Regions from separate parts of the Mus musculus genome. Here region 1 is linked to region 2. Evidence: chromatin contacts called from public Hi-C data. All regions are on one chromosome and are shown on one strand. Each heading gives the region's core, a stretch centred on a gene start, on an enhancer-like site or on the middle of the called end of the contact. The rest is flanking DNA. Distances are from core to core; before and after follow the strand shown. Region 1 has its middle 16 kb from the start of Gm46881. Region 2 has its middle 34 kb from the start of Gm46880.

Evidence for each region. A called contact is a pair of places that touch in the nucleus more often than the background predicts.
Region 1: a Hi-C map of ventral hippocampal neurons shows a contact between it and region 2, with 1.6 times the contacts expected there. The contact joins two enhancer-like sites. A contact is called at or near these places in 3 of 484 Hi-C or Micro-C datasets (cerebellar granule neurons, cerebellum and ventral hippocampal neurons).

The regions. Positions count from the first base shown.
Region 1 is chr4:13,531,807-13,538,813 of GRCm38.p6, forward strand. No RefSeq gene overlaps it. Among named protein-coding and RNA genes, the nearest start is that of Gm46881, 16 kb to the left of the region's middle. Within about 2 kb of position 5,290, at least 11 of the 459 cell types and tissues checked have an H3K27ac peak or open chromatin away from gene starts, as enhancers often do. A contact at or near this core is called in ventral hippocampal neurons, where this site is marked.
Region 2 is chr4:13,245,524-13,252,255 of GRCm38.p6, forward strand. No RefSeq gene overlaps it. Among named protein-coding and RNA genes, the nearest start is that of Gm46880, 34 kb to the right of the region's middle. Within about 2 kb of position 3,193, at least 18 of the 459 cell types and tissues checked have an H3K27ac peak or open chromatin away from gene starts, as enhancers often do. A contact at or near this core is called in ventral hippocampal neurons, where this site is marked.

The DNA of each region.
Region 1 (7,007 bases), core at 4,040-6,539, 290 kb after region 2:
TTGTGCTAAAGTTTAGGGCCTGTCCCATTCTGGCCTGCAGAGCCTGAGGACATATGGAGGACATGACCAGAGTCTAAAGACTTAGCAAGGTGTCATATCGTTTAGAGCCACTTCTGAACTAGAGGCCATCTTCCTGTGAAGAACTGCCAGTTTCTTTCTGTTTTCAGCAAGTACAGTTCCTGGCAGTGTACTTCCCACCAGCCAACTTCCAGAAATGGTCACACATCTGTGAAGTGCTGTAAGACCAACTGCAGTGTCCTGTGCAGCCATCTTGCCCTCTTGCATACAAGGATCTTCGCAGCTACAAAAATACTAATCCTTTCTTTCACCACCAGTTCCCTTTTCAGCTACTTCTTCACATCCACATTTGAATGCAATAAGTTTTTCTTTTGAAATAGTTTTCTCACTGCCCCATTTCTTGTCAACCTTTCTTCTGCCTTTTTCTATTAAAGAGCCACCTGAAATCTTTTTACTAAGGTCTTTAGAAGCAGGGCTGGAAATGTGGCTCAGCAGATGAGCACTTATTTTTGCTGAGGATCTGGGCTTAATTACTAACATCCACATGGTAGCTCATAATTGTCCATAATTCCAGCTCCAAGAGATCTGATGCCCTCTTCCAAACTCTTCAGGCACAATGCAGGTTTATGGTGCATACATGTCCATTATTAGAGCAATATTCTCTTGTACATAAAATAAAATAAGTCTTTCAAAAGAAATTTTTAAAGAGAAGAGGATTTAAGTTAGCTGGAAGAGCACTTGCCTACCAGCTAGTGGATGCTAGAAGCCTTGGTATCAATACCAAATGCCACAGAAAAGGGATCTGAAGACATACAAGTCATAGATTTCCAAAAATCTAAGGGATTCTAAGAGCTGTAATCTAAGCTCTCAGATGATCAGTGGTTCTCAGCCTTCCTAATACTGTGACTTTTTAATACATTTCCTCATGTTGTGGTGATCCCAACTATAAAATTATTTCATTATAATTATGCTACTGTTATGAATTATAATGTAAACATATGCTATACAGGATAGCTGAATTGCAGCCCTAGTGAAAGGATCCTTCCATCCACAGGTTGAGAACTGATGCAGAAGATAAAAGGAGAAGGGTCTAAGGTCAAGGTTATCCTTTAGTATATAGCACATTTAAGGATACACATACCATACCTCAAACACAAAGACACACACACACATACACACACACCATACCTCAAACACACAGACACACACACACATGCACACTACTGAGTCTATTCAAGATTGTTTATAGCTTGTATATGTTAAGTTCTGCTTAGGATTGGATAACCTCTCAGGGGCTTATCCATGAAAAGAACTCCTCAGCTGCATTTGATTGCCTGTATATCATTATTAGGAACAGGGTCTTATAAAACTTCTCTATCCATGTTTTCACAACTGGTGTCATCAGGGTTTTAAATTTTTTTATTATTTAAATGCATTTTATACATCAAACATATTAATATTATTGAGAATTTTGAGAATCAAATAATACATTAATAATTGTTCAACTTTTATATTAATATCCTTTCATACCCTAAAAATATCACTAATGAACATTTAATACTATCCATAACTGAGGATCCTATATCTTATGTTGAATACCAAATTGTTTCAAAACATATAAAATATTCTTTGGGAATTAAGCATAATAAAAGAACACAAAATATTAAAAATGAATCATAAAGAAATATGATACCACCTGACATAGAGAGTATTTAAAACACATTATCTATCTGTGTACATTGTCTAGCTATAAGTTTACTTTAAAAAGATTATCAGTGTTTCTAGGAAAGAAACTATTTTATCAGTAACTATATTTTAAAAATTTCAAAATAGCAAAAACTCTTTGAAGTTAAATATTAAGAAAATGCTAATTTCAAGCACAGTGAGAAAAATTATAAATATGATTTCCATGATGTTAGTAGAACATGATATTAATATTTTCAACTGTTAATATTCAGCAAACAAAATAAAATAATTATTTTAAGAGAGAAAGAATACACCAGACTTCTCACCAGAAACTATGAAAGCCAGAAGATCCTGGGCAGATGTTATACAGACCCAAAGAGAACACAAATGCCAGCCCAAGCTACTATACCCAATAAAACTCAGAATTACCATAGACGGAGAAAACAAGATATTCCATGACAAAACCAGATTTACAAAATATCTTTCCATAAATCCAGCCCTACAAAGGATAATAGATGGAAAACACCAACACGAGGAGGGAAACTACACCCTAGAAGAAGTAACAAAGTAATCTTTCAACAAACCCACAACAAGATAGCCACACAAACATAATTCCACCTCTAGCATTGTTAATTCCTCACCTGGAACTAACAATCACTTTTCCTTAATATCTCTTAACATCAATGGACTCAATTCCCCCAATAAAATGTCATAGACTAACAGACTGATACATAGACAGGACCGAGCATTTTGCTGCATACAGGAAATGTACCTCAGTGCCATCAGATTTTTTAGGCAGCCATATTGTTAAGGTTTCATGGACTCATCTTCCCTGTAATATCTAGAAAACGCAATCTCATATCTTGGTCCTCAAAACTCAGCCTAGTAGTTTGCATGCAGTAGGACCTCAGGAGGAGCAGGTGGAGGAAGAAGTAAAAAGTTGGTGAAGAAATCTATAAACTTCCGTCAACAATATCGCAGTGGAGAGTACTCTAAAATTTCCAAAATTCACATATGACTGTTTAGTTGAGTAATTAATAATATTATAGGAGCACGAGTCCATGAGGTGAAGGGCCTTGGAAAACATGAAGAACTATACAATTCTTGTTGCTTGCGTACAACTCTTCCCACAAACTAGACTCATTTATTATTCTGCTAATCTTATGAAAGACTTCATTACTTCTTTATTTTTTTAATTTTTTATTAGGTATTTTCCTCATTTACATTTCCAATGCTATCCCAAAAGTCCCCCATACCCTCCCCCCCACTCCCCTACCCACCCACTCCCACTTCTTGGCCCTGGCGTTCCCCTGTACTGAGGCAGATAAAGTTTGCATGACCAATGGGCCTCTCTTTCCACTGATGGCCAACTAGGCCATCTTCTGATACATATGCAGCTAGAGACACTAGCTCTGGGGCGGGGGTGGGGGGGTGGGGGGGGTACTGGTTAGTTCATATTGTTGTTCCACCTATAGGGTTGCAGATCCCTTTAGCTCCTTGGATATTTTCTCTAGCTCCTCCATTGGGGGCCCTGTGATCCATCCAATAGCTGACTGTGAGCATCCACTTCTGTGTTTGCTAGGCCCCAGCATAGCCTCACAAGAGACAGCTATATCAGGGACCTTTCAGCAAAATCTTGCTAGTGTGTGCAATGGTATCTGCATTTGGCGGCTGAATTTTGTATTAATATTAAATACTTTTTTCATAGAATAGACCCAAGCTACAATTTTCTCTCCCTCCGCTCATCCCAGCTTCTCTCAGCTGCCCTCCTCACCAGATCCATGCCCTTCCATCTACCTTCCGAGACTCTTCAGTCTGCACTCAACACTCCTTTCCTTCTCTTTGGGTTGCCTTGCCCAGTCTGGATATGAGGGTTTTTCCCTTTCCTCATTGTATCTTGTTTCATTATAAACTTCTGTGCTAATGCCATAATGGCTTTTATCCCGTAGCCATATTCAAGCAGAGATAACCCTGGCCTGGCCGTAGTGCCCATGTGGCAAGCAGAACATTGCAGTGACTGTGAAGTCCATGTCAATTGTAATGATGATCTTGACACTCCACAGAAGGGAGCTTCATATGATTGGCACTAGGCATTCATCCTTGATCCCATCCCTGCTTTCCCACCACTGCAAGTGACCTTGGTAGATGCTAGAGTATACTAAAACATACACTACAGTGGTGCTGCACTATGCAACTGTCATGGGGTTTCATCTATAATAGTGTGGTACCTTGTGTGATGAAGCTGTTTGGAAGTTATACATGCTCTTATAGAACCCCTCCCTCTTGCTCTAGGAGTAAGACTAATCAAATCATTGACTCACCAGCTTAGAATCAAGCAGAATTGGTACCTTGGTCTGTTGTGCCCTATATGGAGTGAACAGACATTTGCTCACATCATCCCCAGGAAAAGTCAAGAGACCATATGTAAATATAAATATGTAAATGTAAATATGGAAGTTACATTTACATATGTGTATAATGTTTCTGGGATGAGGGCCGGAAACTTTCAACAAACTGACCTACAAATTGAAGCAACCAAGGAGGGGGCGCTACATAGTCCATATAAGAGCTTGTTTGTAAAAGCTTGGAAGTTTTAAAAATGCATTTTTTTTCTCACAAGCTACATTTTGTCCTTTACTTTTAAAAAAGACACACTTAGAGATGAATCACTTCTATGTGTAAAATATTGTTATAGCCTAAAGAACTGTCTCCATAGAGGGAGCAGGCGCTAGCCTTGAAGAACAGGGACAAGGTGTGCATACAATAACTCTGAGCTCAGCATCCTCCAGGAGGGTGTGGCTCTGGGCTTGAACCCACAAGTCTCCTGGCCTCTCTTCTCCTCCCCTGTTGATCTTCATCTTACAACATCTTTGAAAAATAATAGGCATTTGGCATTTTTTCCCCTCCCTTACTTCCCTTCCTCCCTCCTCCCTCTCATTCTGGAGTTGGGGAAGGATCACTATGTTTGGCAGCTGTCAGCTTGTCATTATTGGCCCCGCTGTCCCATCTGCACTGCTTAAATTGTACAGTCACAGGGGGTTTTACCCAAACAGGCTCTCAGGGGAACTGTAACATACCTCTTGATTTGACTGTGAAGTTATACTTGTGATTATTAATAGACAAGATAAGAGGTTGGTGCTCTGTTCATCCATATTCCAGCTAATTATTCAGTTCGATCTAAACTGATTATAATACTGATAGATAAGCACAGCACATTTACTACTGCAGCTAGCAGTGGCCAAGGGTCTTGACACAGTGCTGTCATTCGGGTTTATCAGAAAGGAAGCTGGGAGGGGTTGGTAAAGGAGATGAAGAAGCTGCGTTGGTTGATTAGCAATGTGCTGCATGGGACCATTTATAATGAAGCATATCATTTAAATTTTCCTTTACAAATGAGTCCAATGTGTGTTGCAGGCTGCAGGCTCCGTTAATTGTCACAAACATTGCTTTTTTTTTTAACATTATTAGCTCTTTGGCAGGATCTCCATTGTTGACTAAAAACTTGGCATGATCAGGGCTTGCTGAATAATTTAGGTGGTTGGCAGCTGGAGAGGAGAACACACACATCTCGGCAGACAGACATGCTGCTTGAGCTCTTTATATAATAGGATTGTATACAAAGCAGAGTACAGTCGGCAGTGACTTCTGTGTCTGTTTATAGGTAAACACTGATGTTAGTTTTATGGGAAAACTAGAGGGATACTTCTCACAAATCGCATGCAGCATATGAGACAGATGCAGTGGAGGACTGTTGAAACGACTCATCATTCCTGGCTCTCACAGGATATGACTGTTGGAGTTCCACACACCGGCATTTATGCTGCTGCTGCTGTGGGGAAACTTTGAGGTCTTGACCACTGCCATAGAAGGACTAAGATAAGACAGTGCTGCCCAACATGATGAAAGCTTCTAAGCAGTTCAAAAATATGCATCAATCTCAAAGACTATGAGACATATATACACTGGGAAAATTCATATAGAAGGCTGTGTTTCAGGAGGTGTATACCATACACCATATAGGTATACCATAAGTTGAGGGACCTGGAAAAAGCCATAGACAATGTAGCAGATAATACATGTACAACTCTATTCGATGTGAGCTAAATTCACCAATTCTTGTTCAAATGGAAATACTCTAGCAGAATACACTCTAAGATTCAGTCAACAAAAGCAACTCTTTAAAGCCAACAGGATTTAACAGCCAATTTAATTCATAAATTAAAGCACTAGCTAGCATAGAGTCAACTGGATAAAGATTTAGTTAAAAGCTGAGGGTGCTGGCCATTTGGTAGAGTGTTCACCTAGCAGGCATAAGTTCCATCCCTATCAGCATGCAAACAAGGTGTTGAAAATATACTTATGTAACCCTGTGCTCAGGAGGTGACAAAAGTATGATCAGATGTGCAAGCCCATCTTTGGATGCATAGCAATTTTGAGACTAAATTGAGTTACCTGAGACCCAGTGTATACACACACACACACACACACACACACACACACACTGAACAAAGTCACCAGGGTCCTATTTTTCAGTACCCATTATTTTTTTGTCCACTGTACTAGCTTCAAAGGCTTCACTGTCATGTTGGTGACAGTTGGCCAGAGTTCCAATTGCCCACACTTTGAGTTCATCAACAGTGGGTAGGTGAGGTGGCACTAATTTTCAAGGCTCTGTTAACCACACAGGCTTTTGCTTTAAATGATGCCTGGGGTAAGTTTGGGAAGAATGAGATACAAAACTGCAAACACAGAATGTAGATAATCAGTGTTTGTTAAATGTCTCATCAATGTGGATGAACAGGTAATAGAAGGAAGTGAAGGAAGGAAAGATTTATTTGGGAGTCACCATTTGCTAGGATGTGGAAGACTTGCTGGGTGACTGGAGCAGGAGGCACCTGGTCACATTGTACCCACAGCCAGAAATCTGAGAAAGATGAGAACTGGTCCCCACCCTCTTGCCTTTCATCAGTCCAGAATCCTTGCTTAAGGGACAGATCACCTACATTGAGGATCAGTGCCCTTCAGTTAAAGGTCTCTGAAAGCATCTTCACAAACCTTTCAGGGGTCCACTTCCCTAGAGTCTAGACCCCATCACATTTACCATGAGGATTACCCATCACAGTGACTGAAAAAGAACAAAACTAGCCAGCAAAAGTTAGAGCATACAGTTAAGGTTTCCCTGTGTTTGTTTCATTATGTAACTGGTGTTAATTTGGTGTGTCTTTCTTATACACTAGCCTAGAAATGGTTTTGACAACTAAACTACAATAATAAAATATATGAGTTATCCTTTTTATAGCCAC
Region 2 (6,732 bases), core at 1,943-4,442:
CCATTGCAACAACGCCATCTGTGGACCCAGCCCTTAATTTTAAGTCTTTCAGTATGCTTCTTGGATTTGCACAAATTTAAAACACAAGACCACTCTCTGTGTTTCATACTCTGAACTCAAATCAGAGGCACAAATGCTTCACTCACACAGCTGACTCTCCAGTTCATAACTACAAGTCATCAACATACATTAGAAAGAATTTCAGGTCTACAAAGAGAGCATACAGAATGGATTTATGGCTTAACTTGAAACTGTCACCTAACCATCCTTAACCTTACCTCCTTAAGAAGTAGCCCTTCCAGGACAGCCTGTTTGATCTGACTGATTATTGGTGCTATACACTGAATTGTGTCCCATTAAGATTTCTATGTTGACACTGTCACCACAATGTTCTTCAATTTGGAGATAATTGAGGTAAAATGAAGTCCAAAATTGGTGATCTGGTGAGACTCAACTGCTGTCTTAATAAGTGGAAGAGATACCAGAAAAGAGATATCTAGATATTTCTCTTTCTCTCTTTTTTAATCTGTAAAAGTACAGAAACGGGGCCATGTGAGAACACGAGAGAAAAGAAAAAGGGATCACCTCCATGTCAGAGAGAGGTCGTACCAGACACCAACAGTGCTGGCATGTCTTGGCCTTTTTCTAGACTCTGAAACTATAGGAGAATAAAGTTGACTGTCTGAGCCACTCAGTCTGTGGTGTTTTGTAGACAGAAGTCTGTAGCAAATGAGAGAGGGAGAGAGAGAGAGAGAGAGAGAGAGAGAGAGAGAGAGAGACTAAGGAAAGAGAGGTCAGGTTGGAAACAACAGGCAGAACAATTGGAGTGAAGAATAGTTCTGTCCAGAAAGACCCAACAAAGTATTGTGCTGGTCCACAGGGAGAACATCCCTGCTTTATCTTGCTACCAGCTCCACTGTTTAAACTGTGCCTGCCAGCAATCTGATGATGGAATAGAAATGGCCTTTCTTGGGTTAAAACAGAAGTTCTGCTCTGCATTTTAAATATCTGCTTATCTCAATGCCAGGGTAGATATGTTTCTAGCCTAGTGGTGCATTATGCATAACTAAAATTGAATAGGACATTTCAAATCAGAAGGCTTCACACAAAGCAGGTGCTTAACAAAAGGTGTGGCGGACAAATGAAAAATAGCACCTAATTCACCCTCTAAATCAGAACCTAGTGCTAATGCATTTTAAACTTATAGACATTGAATCTTTAAGCAATTTATGCTGTCTTATCAGATTAACAATGAGCCAAGCAGCATTCTCCTTAAGAATGTGAAACAGAATAGTGACAGCATTATTTAAACAAAGGGGGGAAAACATCATTTGATCATTTGTTTTGTTGCTTCAGACATCATAGCTACTGATTCTATAAAAACAAAGAACCTATGAATCAATGAGGCACGGCATCCTTTCATTAATGACTTAACCCTTTCTATTATAGGTAAATCAGACAAACAGACAAAAAATAGTGATAAGTCGAGTAATTTGGACCACAGACTATGATGATTAAAAACCTCCAAATCTATTTCTTACAATAGATTTTGTTTTAAGAGCCCAAATAGACTAAATGATATACCAAGCCTTTCATCTTCCTTCTGCCAATTCTTTCTCTGCTGTCTTCCCATCCCTACTAAAGAAATCTCTGCTGATCTTTTCATGCAAGATGCAGCTATGTGCTCCTTCTTGCATAAACATTTGCAATTCACTAAGGAGGATGTACGATGCACCTTGCATGCTTATCAAGCGCCGTGAGAACTTTATAGATTACTGCCTGCCTCAGGATTCTGGTTCCCTGGTGCTTATGCATAAGCAATGGATTTATGCAAACACTGTAACATTTCCAAACAGACTGTGACATGAGTTGTTCCTAGTTCATATAAGGTTCAGATACACAGCCTATTTTACGTTAGTGCTAGATCAAGTCATCTCATGGAGTTTAAATGTATCATTTCAACTTATAATGTTGTCAGTATAAAATGTCATAATGTGGTACTCAATTTGAACAGTAAAATGGATACTAATCTCAGGCTTCCGCACATTGCTGTGGTGGAACTGAACAATGGGAAGCAGCCTCTGTCTGTCTGGCAGTCGCTGCATCCAGTATCTGTGCATATGTGGGAAACCTCTTGTTATATACAGTCTACTTATTCCCTGTGATCTAGAGGGCTTATAAAGCCCCGGCGGTATAATACGCATTATGACTGAAATTGGATAATATGTGTAGTGGGGGGGGCTTACCAAGAACAACATCATTGAATTATAATGATAACATGCCTATTTACATAATGATAATGCACATATTAACTGCCAAACATGTTTGCTTTGCATTAGTGTTTATAGAAGGGCATAGGGAATTTAAAAATTATGAAAGGGTGTTTTTCTAGTTTCCATTAGTATAGTAGAGAGATTATTGAAGAAAGAAAATGGAAAAAAACTCATACTTCTGTGAGTGACATTAATGAAGCCTGCTCTTTGTTTGATTCGTGTGTTTTATGAGTTCAAGCAGGCATGTACAAAATGCACCCTGCTCTTTGATTTATTTTTCCTAATTCTGGGACATGCTGTCCCCTTAAAACAAGTAAAAACTCTTGCGTGGATTTGTTTTATTTATTTTTTTGGCAGCCAGCATCAAAAATGAAACACGAACAAATCATCCCTGTTGCTAGCATGTCCTCCTCACAAACCGTTTCTTGAGGAAGCCTCCATTGGAATCTCTTACCCTGAGATGGGAAAAGCTACATATCCCAAACTGTGAATTTTATTTGTATGTCGACAAAAAGCCAAAAGTTGGGAGATGTTATTTTGTGAGCTGTCATATGTTTCCTGAACTTTTTAGAATAGAAGGGAGCCATGGCAGGGCCCTTTCCCTCGCTCCTGTAACAAAGGCATGTCCCAGTTTATTTAAAAAAAAAAAAAATCATACACAACAATGCTGCTTGCCAGGTTTCAGAGTCCTAATGAAAATTTGGTCCAGAGCACAAAAATTTTCTGGAAAAATGCCTGAAATTTCCCTGTCGCAGATGTTTCGACAGAAGGTGCTTGCATGCCATTCGTTAATACTGCGCCATACGGGACTCAGTGTGGCCACCGCAATATAACCAGTAAGTAACACACGCAGCGTGCACACAGCTCCGCCAAAGTCCCCGTCTGTTGTGTGGGACTCGTATCCCATGGATTGAGACGTACCTTGATGAAACTGCATTGTCATGGAATGATAATATTTGCAGATCACCATGCACAGAAGCACACTATGGAGAACGTGGGAGGTCCGTTGGCTTCAGCGCACTTTTTGGCAGAGGAACTGACGAGCTGAGCTTGCATTTGATTCTTAGTGTTTGTGGTCCTCTTCGCCTCCCCCGCCCCTCATCTGCCAAACTACAGGAATAACTCTGTGCATAGAAAATTGCTTACCGGAGAATTTTTTTTGGGGGGGGGGGTGGTGGTGATATAAATAAAAGGTCACTTGGAAGTTGTTCATAGGTGTGGAAGGCACATATAGTCTGCTTTTGTTTGTTAATGAGTTCCAAAAATAGAGAAGTGACTTCCTGTCCATTCTCTTTGAAGAATTCCTTTATAGTGGAGGAAGCCCATCAACTTCAGAGACACATCTCTAGTCCTGCTCACTCACATAGATTTTCCTGAGAATCTAGAGAATTCTTGCTGGATAAGACTATCTGCAACAGAGCTTTCACTCATTTTGAGCAGCAGACTCGCTGCTATGAATATTCCATAGACAAACATGGCTGCTGTGTCATAGAAATGATTACCTGTAATGTTTGCCACTTAGAGAGAGGACACTGTCAGAAGGTGTGGAAGACTCATCCTCCAGCAGGACTTGGCAACCCCCAGTTGCAGAAGAGATGCATACACAGTCAGTATTGTTTTGGTCATTTAAGGAATTACAATATACCAAGGTTTATGTAGCTTCATATTAGTGCTTTTACTTTCTCCAATATCTCAGAAAGCCTTAGAAACCAAGAGTGACCAAAGCACTTGCTAATTTATCATGGCCTTTAAAACAATGCTGGGATTAAGATACTTCCTTTATTTTATAATTGTTTCGTGGGAAAGATGTTTACAAATAATTTCTTTCAAGATTGTCTTTCTCTTTATATATTTTACTACTACATGTTAATTCCATTGGCTAATAGGTCTCATCTTTGAGTAATTGGAAATGCATATATAACTGCTTTGTTTATTTTAACAAACTGAAATTAGTGTCTTCATAAATGAGAAAGATTTAGTAGTCAACTGAAGTTATTAAGATGCCTTAGATTTTTTCTTCTTTTAACAGAGATTTTGATAATAACACTAAGGTTTTGTTTCTTTTTTCCAAAACAGACTGAGAAAAGGAATTATTCTTCCAGTCACTTTTCTTAAATAGAAGAAAATATTGCTTATTGTTAGTGATTAAAATGGTTCTTTCCTTATTGTGTTCATAATATAAAAATACTTTCTATATATTATCTCTCATAATCTTTCCAACAATATATGAATACCTTTCTCAATTATCAGTAAAAATCTGAGGCTCCATATTACTAAGAAACTTGTCTAGAAGAATACATTTGATTTATTTTATGTAGTTCTTTGATGTAGGCTCTCTAACTCAAATTTTGGGCTCCTTTTATTGCCATATACAGTGATTCAAGTAAACTCCAAAATTAATTAATATAAAGCATAACCAATCAGCAGCTCTTGAACACAAAATCAGTGATTCTCCTGAGTCTTCTCAAATGACATTATAAAAATTTAGTGTCATTAACTTTTGGGGAACATTGGATGTTGTTGTCTGAACTATCTAGAACATTAATATAATATATAGAAGTACATTTATAAAACATTGATTATTTTTATAAAGTACATTTATAAAAACTGTTCACTAAATTATTTCACTATTATACATTTAAGTATATGCTTTTCCATATTTGTATATATATTTTGTAAATTATTTTTTTCCTAACGAAGTCTCACGTAGCCAAGGCTTCCCTTCAGCTCACTGTGTAGCCAGGACTGATCTTGAAGTTTTGATTCTCTTGTCTTTTTGTCCAGAGTGCAGTATTCCAGCTGGGCACCATGATACCTGCTTTCATCCATGATGGACATTAAACCCTGGGCTTTGCACATGCTCCAAGGACTCTATTCACTGAATTATATTCCCAGCATTTAAACAATATTGATATCAATGAAGTATACAAGTCTTCTGAATTTGAGTTAAGCCCAGAACTTACAAGAGTTTGCTTTTCACTTGACTAAACAGAAGTAAATTAAGAAAACAACTGAAATGTTGACTTGAGTCACAAAAATCTGCCCCCTGGGCTCATACAGCTGTTTCTCTTATATAGACTCATGTATGTGTTTACCTCTTTTAAAGGTAAGAAAAGTGTTTGGGGGTTATTTTGGCTTTGTGTGTCTTTTGATTTATTTTTGTTGTTTGTTTTTTGTTGTTGTTTTGTTTTGTTTTTAAACCATAAACTTATGTTCATTTGAAAATTGCCCAAGCTGAACATGGTGGCTTATACCTATAGTATCAATAGGTGAAAGGCTAAGAATGCCAGGTTAATTTGGGCTATAGACTGAGACCCTATGTGAAGACAGTAAGAGAAAAGATAGGAGAAAGAGGGAAGGAGGAAGGAAAGAAGGAAGGAAAAGGCTTCCGATCATTTCCAAGTCACTGAAAAGTTAAACTGATACGTTTTAGTATTCCTGGAGGGAAAAGAACTAAAGCTCTCTGTTGTTTCTCAGTATGCAGTACCGTATACCATTCCCTGAGAGGACATTTCTCTGCTGTATCTTTAGAAACCACTGGCTGGTGATAGCAAATTGTTCAGTGGAGATGGTTAATAAAACCAACTTCAAAAGTTAGGGTCCAACCACTTCACCAGAGGAGAGGAAGAAGTCTCTGTTTGCCTGGTGAGCATATCCTGCTAGAAAATATGCTCTTCTAGCCAGCCATCAAGCTGATTCTTAATCAATTCAGAGTGGCATGTTCTTTGAAACTATGCTACAATCAATCACTTAATATCATTTTAATGTATGTTTACTAATCTCCAGAATCCAGCTTGTTCTATGTTGTATTTTTCTTTTCGGTAGATTAGATATTCCAAACTGCTAGTTCCCTGGAAGATTTCTAAATATTTCTAAGCTTTCCAGGGAACAACTGGTCAATGTTATACAATACTGAGAATCTGGAAGTCATTCTGTGCAATGATGCCCACCGGCTGAGCCCTCAAACGAGCCAAGCTGCCCACAGTATCATGGGGTAAGCCAAGCTGCCACAGTATCACGGGGAGATGAGGCACATTGCATGCTCTTATTCCTAAACACTCCCCTTCAATATTTTGCGTTTTTATGATATGTTTTATTTTGTCTTCTGTCTTCAATTTGTGTCTCCCATTGTACTGGCTAGTTTTGTGTCAACTTGACACAGCTGGAGTTATCACAGAGAAAGGAGCTTCAATTGAGGAAATGCCTCCACGAGATCCAACTGTAAGGCATTTTCTCAATTAGTGATCAAGGGTGAAAGGCCCCTTGTGGGTGGGACCATCTCTGTGCTGGTAGTCTTGGGTTCTATAAAAAGAGCAGGCTGAGCAAGCCAGGGGAAGCAAGCCAGTAAGGAACATCCCTCCATGGCCTCTGCATCAGCTCCTGCTTCCTGACCTGCTTGAGTTCCCAGTCCCGACTTCCTTTGGTGATGAACAGCAGTCTGGAAGTGTAAGCCGAATAA